Regions from separate parts of the Muntiacus reevesi genome. Here region 2 is linked to region 1. Evidence: chromatin contacts called from public Hi-C data. All regions are on one chromosome and are shown on one strand. The core of a region is the stretch at or near the end of the contact, and the rest is flanking DNA. Distances in the headings are between cores, read along the strand shown. Region 1 holds the start of PSMG1 (proteasome assembly chaperone 1). Region 2 holds the start of GET1 (guided entry of tail-anchored proteins factor 1).

Region 1 (3,059 bases), core at 63-2,562:
CCTCCATACAATTTAAATGCAATTAGTATCATACTGTGACAAAAAGGTTCCCACAGGTATGATTCTGTATTAAGCAGAACGCAAACTTTAATTCTATAAAGAACATAATTAGCATTTTAAGGAAGCAACGGATTCAGGCAACAATAATTCATAGGTAAAACCGTTTGTTGCCCAGTTCATGGAGAACTGTACAAGAGAGATCAGGCTGTCCAGTTGATCCACAGATCAATCTATCTTAGCAACCAAAACAGTGGATCCCTTTACTGGAAATGCAGGTGACAGACACACACCTGAATAAAGGACACCAAGAGGGAGCAATCAGGCCAATCCAGACGGTGGGACATCCTACAGGGCACTCGGTCTCTCAAAGGGGGTGAGAAAGTTGGGGGACCGGGGCCGGGCCGGGGGGGGGGGGTCCTGCTCTAAATACATGGAAGTTCAAGAGATAAAACGTATGAAACTTAAGGTGTGTGCCTTGCCAGGGTTCTGACTTCCTCAAACCCACTGTAAAATGTCGCGTCTGAGACAACTGGATAAATCGGACCACGGACTGGTTACGTTACACAACATCCAAAAAGTATTATCAATTGTTAATATCTAAGAAAACACCTGTATTGTTTGATACGCATTCTGAAAACTGTAGAAGTGAAAGGCCACGGAGACTGGGACCCACCAAAGGGTGGAGAGAGATAAAATGTAGCAAAATCTTCCTAACTGTTGAATTTATGTGACTGGAGGGGCTTAACGTGCCACCTTACTGTTTCCTCTAATGTCTGTGTGTTTGGAAATAACACTTTAAAAAAAAAAAAAGACATATCTATCTGCTGCTAACACACGATGCTAACCAAAAAGTGAGGCGGAGAATACAGTTTTAAAGAGTTGTCTTATATCCATGAACCAAACACACGACAAACTTGGGGGAGGAAAACAGCCCCGCACCGTTGGAAAATGGATCACGCCCGCAGGAAACCACCAGCACCAATGCTGAAGGAAGCCTTGAAAGACGGCAGGAGCCGACGTCCCACCGAGCCGTCAGCAGGCCCGCGGGCCGCCTCCACCCGGCAGCCCCGCAAGGCCGGAGGCCTGGGGGAGGCCGGAGCAGCCGCAACCTCAGGGCCGGCGCGTCCGCTCCGATGCCCCAGGACCTCACCTCTTCCGCGCCAGCTGTCGCCGGACCTCCCTGTCCTCGGGAGTCTCCCTCCTCCCCTCCTCTTCCTCCTCCTCGTCCTCCGTCCCGGCTCGGCACGGCGTCCGCACCACCTCTCCGAAGAACGTAGCCGCCATGCCGTCCCTCACGCTCTCCCAGCCTAACTGCGGTCCCACTGAACCGCGCACGCGCCCCGCCCACGCGCCCGAGAGCACCGCCACGCCCCCTGCACCACCCCCGCGCACGCGCCCCGAGTCCTTGCGGCGGCGCAAACCCGGGGCCTTTTTCTTTCGCAGCCCGAGCCGGGTGGGGCCGCCGAAAAATCAGGTGACTGCCGACTAGAGAGGAGAGAAACAAGAGGCGAGCCGAGGGGTGGGGCCTCCCGTCCCCGCAGGTAACGAACCGGGCCGACCTGGGGCTCGACCGCCCGCGGCCCAGTCCGTACAGCTCCGGGCAGAGGCCAGCCCAGTTACCTTTCCTTCCTTAACTCCGTTTCCGTTTTCTTCCCCGTTAGGAGTGACAGGGTGAGCTTTGGTTTATTAAGCACCCGGCTTCAAACCGCGACCGCCCCAGGTAGGTGCCGGCCCGGCCCGGCGCGTCCTCGGGACAGTGGACAGAGGGCGGATGGACGGGCAGGAAAAAATACAGTGCTTCGCGGTGTTGTAAAAATGAGCCTTTACTCTGGCAATAGGAATTCACATTTCAAAAGCTGATGATCTGAAAGATTTCATGAGAATGCAAAAATAGTTGCTTCTTTTTAAAAACTTGGCCATCTCTGATACAAAATTTCGTTTTAAATAGCCTTTCATTAAGAAGAAACGTTATGTAATTATTTTTGAATTGGTTCTTTTTTTAACAGAGCACTAATCCATGCAGGAGAGAAAAGTGACACTATACCATAGCTTAAGTGAAAATATACAATATTGCAACGAAAAAAAAATCCATTTACCTACATTCAGTTGTGCTGAAACTAGAGGGCATTTGCTTACATCCTGGAACCCTATCAATAAATAAGTCACAAAGTTAAGTACTAATATGGGGTCGGGGGTGCCTCTTGAGATTAGAAAAAATCGCAAATCTGTTGCTAGAAACATCTTGCTTTTAGATGTGGAGAAACTGTCAACAAAAACATTTCCCTAAAATCAGTTATTTAGCAATTTTACACATTACTGCAAAATAATATATTGGGTTTTGAAGCAAAATATGAACATTAAAGTATAAACAATAAGACTAACTATCTAGTTCGCGCTTAGGAAACTCTGGCTATTGTTAGCACGCTAGAATAGACAAGATTACCAGTGTAATATTTTAAAATTGCATTAACACTTCTGGGCTACAGTTTGGGCACAACTTTGTCTTAGTCCTTTTGTTGAATAAAATAACATCACTTTTACCAGTAAGATCTTCAATATGATTTCAGTTACATTATGAAGAAGTCACTTGTGGAAAGCTGATTAAAAATCATAAATAGGGTAATGATAGTACATTTAGTCATGATTAAAATTCTGCATACATTTCAGAGAGATTTTTACAAGAATATTAAATTTTAAACAAATACTTATTTCATGCAGTTACAATAAATTTAGGCCAAGCACTTAAAAAAAGGCAAGTATATGTTCAAATCAAATACTCAACCAGAAAAGGGATTCCATTATGAAAGAAGGCTAATGGTACAATCTCAAGTGCTAACAGAAATTAACACCACCACAGAAAATTATAACTTCAAAATGAAATCTTCACGACACTAAAACGGTCAAAAAACTGCATAAAATACTCGAGATTTTTAACATTTTACGGCATTTGTTGAGGACATAGCATATCCCAATAAGAAATTTCTGTGAAATTAAGTGCAAATATGGGACTGGAAATAGGTTTAAGCATTTCATTAAAGATCAAAAATCAAACCCCATGC
Region 2 (2,966 bases), core at 433-2,932, 190 kb after region 1:
TTTGAATCAGGTGGCCAAAGTATTGGAGTTTCAGCTTCAGCATCAATCCTTAGAATGAATATTCAGGGTTGATTTCCTTTAGGATTGACTGGTTTGATCTCCCTGCTGTCCAAGGGGACTTTTAAGAGTTTTCTCCAGTTTGAAAGAATCAATTCTTCACCAGTCAGACTTCTTTATGGTCAGACTCTCATGTCATCCATCCTGTAAGGTCCATCCTGTATGGTCATCCATGACTACTGAGAAAACTATAGCTTTGACTATAGGGATCTTTGTCTGCAAAAGTGATGTTTCTGCTTTTTGAGAGCCGCCCAAGTAGAGCAATAGGAGAGAGCTGAGTTACTTGAATTAGGTTGCCTTTGAAGACCAGATACTGCTGGTCTTCTCTCGCCACTGTTGTACTATCCTAGAGTGGACACACTCCAGGTTTTTGTTTTTTTTTTTTTTAAACCAAATCCTGAGGAGCTGGCAATACTCTCCTCTTCCTCCTGAAAAGCAGAGACTGGCTGCCGGGAAATGGACACAGGAGGACCTGCCACCACTTTTCACAAGGTTATTACTGCATCCAATTCTTCTAAACCTTTAGTGGGTAGAAGTAGTCAGGGTGCAGCCTTGGATGGTCTGGCTTCAGGGTAAGGCTATGGAGGAGAAGCAGGCTCCAAGCCTGTGTTTTGGTAAGCTTAGCATCACCTTTCCATGAAAATAATTCACTCTATCTCTATTGAACAGTTACATCTCACATGTCTTTTATTTTCATTTATTTTTATTAGTTGGAGGCTAATTACTTTACAATATTGTAGTGGTTTTTGCCAAACATTGACTCACATGTCTTTTTTAATGAGACATTTGTAGAACCACAGCTCGATTCATTTTGATTGGAAATTAGTTCTCAGACTCCAGCCAGGCAGAAGAGACAGCTAATCATCTTTTGCTTTATCTACTACACATAAATGGGATTAGGATCCTTTTTCTGCAAAACCGTCATCTTCACCTACATGTACGTTTGTGCTCAGTCGCTTCAGTCCTGTCTGACTCTGCGACCCCATGAATTGTAGCCCGCCAGGCTCCTCTGTCCATGGGATTCTCCAGGCAAGAATACTGGAGTGGGTTGCCATGCGAGGATGGAACCCTGCGTCTCTTGTCTCTTGCATTGTTAGGCGGATTCTTTACCACCAGCGCCAATAAAGGGCTGGGAAGCCCTTTATTACAGGTTGAATGTAACCAAGGCCTTTTACGTTAACACTTATTTTTCAGGTATGCAGTTTTGTAAATTACTTAGATTTATTACAGTGTTTAGTTTTGAAATGTAAAGACTACTTGCAAAACGTTTTTGTGTTTACGTTTCCTTGCTACTGTAATGATAGTCACTACTTACAGAACGGTGTCTTTAAAAATACAGTTACTTAGGAATAAAAAAAATACAGTTACTTAGGAATAAAGCTGAGTCAATTTAAAGAAAGTATTAATTACACAATAACACCAGTGGTTTGCTGATAAAACAAAACTAAAGACATGGTGGAAGCCGAACTTGGAAAATAGGTTCCGCAGGGATGAACGAGCCGGAGCGAGAAGGCTACGGAAGCCGGGAATGTCAAGAAATTGGAAGAAAAGATGGCCCCGCCTCCCGAAGCGCGGCGCACTGCGCAGGCGCGGCGGCGCCCCTCTGGGGCGCAGTGCTCACTGCGCACGCGCGGCCGTCGGCGTGGTCCCCATGGAGCTGCTTTAGCAGACCAGGCGACGCCGCTAGCTTCCGAGATGAGCGCTGCCGAGGCCGACCGCTGGGCGTGGCTGCTGGTGCTCAGCTTCGTGTTTGGGTGCAATGTGCTCAGGATCCTCCTCCCGTCCTTCTCCTTCTTCGTAAGTGGCTCCCTGGCCCTCCAGGGACCGGTGGGGTCGCAGCTTCGGTCCTCGGCCAGCCTGCGGTGTACATAGGCGTCTCCAGCTGGCCGCCTGAGGGCCGGATTTAGCCTGCTGAGGCGTCTCGGTTGGGCTGTTCTGTGTTCTAAGATGTTTTTGAGTGTGCTAGCGTTTGAGTACAAAGCCTTACCCCTAAATCTGGATTTCTGGATTCTCGGTGGGAAAAACAAACCATCATAACCTGCCCACACTTGGCCACGTTTTCACGTGGCAGCAGCCCTAAGCCTGGAGTGCTCAGTGCCTTTCTGCCCGCCTCCACCCTCATTTCCGTTATCCTCTGGCCCCTGGGGGCAGAGAGCAGCCTTCGGGTGCTGAGGGTCAGGGCCCGCAGCTCTGCAGCCGGCAGCCGGGGCTCCGGGAGGTCCCGCCTTGTCGTGTGCAGTGTCTATTGTTCCAGGTCCCAGGGGACAGGTCTCAGGGTGCAGGGGCCCCCATTCTTGGGGCGGGAGGGGTTGGAGACAGCACAGACAGAGAATCTCAGTGCTCTTCGTGTTGTTTCCCGTACCCAGAGGAGCCACGGCCACCTGGGAGCCCTTTGAGGGGCGTTTTGCCCCATCATGAGTATAGTTCCTCGTGTTCAGTCGCCAGGACTGCTGTCGCTGTCATCCTATCTTCCTCTACCTCCCAGGGGAGGTGTCTGGCCCAGAGTCTGGTAGTTGTACTAAATCATCCAGCTGCTGACTGATGGCTGTAGAGTTGATCTTTGGTTTGTGATTCTCCAGGGTCTGCCCTTCTGGAGCATGAATATGGATGGGGTTGGGTGGCACATTTGATGGGAGGTGTGTGTGGGAAACGTAGGCAGCTGTTCCCCGGGGAAGGGCGCCCTCTGTATGCCCACAGTGGGACTGAGGAGCTGTCTGACTCAGACCCAGGCTTCAAAGGTGGGCTGCACCACACTGTAGCAGTATCCTGGGAACTCAGTTCTGCTATTCTCTCCTGATATAAATCTGCGGCGGCGGTGATGGTCGGGTGTTTAAAGCTAGACAAGATTTCTACTTCTTTTTCTTTTACTCTACCCTGGAAAAGAACCTGATGCTGGGAAAGATTGAGGG

What was found. A called contact is a pair of places that touch in the nucleus more often than the background predicts.
Region 2: a contact with region 1 is called in a Hi-C map of muscle, with 3 times the contacts expected there. The contact joins the promoter of GET1 here to the promoter of PSMG1 in region 1. A contact is called at or near these places in 2 of 3 Hi-C or Micro-C datasets (blood and muscle).

What each region holds. Positions count from the first base shown.
Region 1 is chr8:19,150,937-19,153,995 of mMunRee1.1, forward strand. It overlaps PSMG1 (proteasome assembly chaperone 1), which reads right to left and starts at 1,313. Exons shown (of 7, transcript XM_065943077.1): 1 at 1,151-1,313. The coding sequence starts at 1,284. It overlaps BRWD1 (bromodomain and WD repeat domain containing 1), which reads right to left. Exons shown (of 42, transcript XM_065942844.1): 42 at 1,760-3,059. LOC136173316 (a long non-coding RNA gene) reads left to right here and starts at 1,439. Exons shown (of 3, transcript XR_010664209.1): 1 at 1,439-1,541; 2 at 1,662-1,720.
Region 2 is chr8:19,341,804-19,344,769 of mMunRee1.1, forward strand. It overlaps GET1 (guided entry of tail-anchored proteins factor 1), which reads left to right and starts at 1,683. Exons shown (of 5, transcript XM_065943470.1): 1 at 1,683-1,854. The coding sequence starts at 1,753.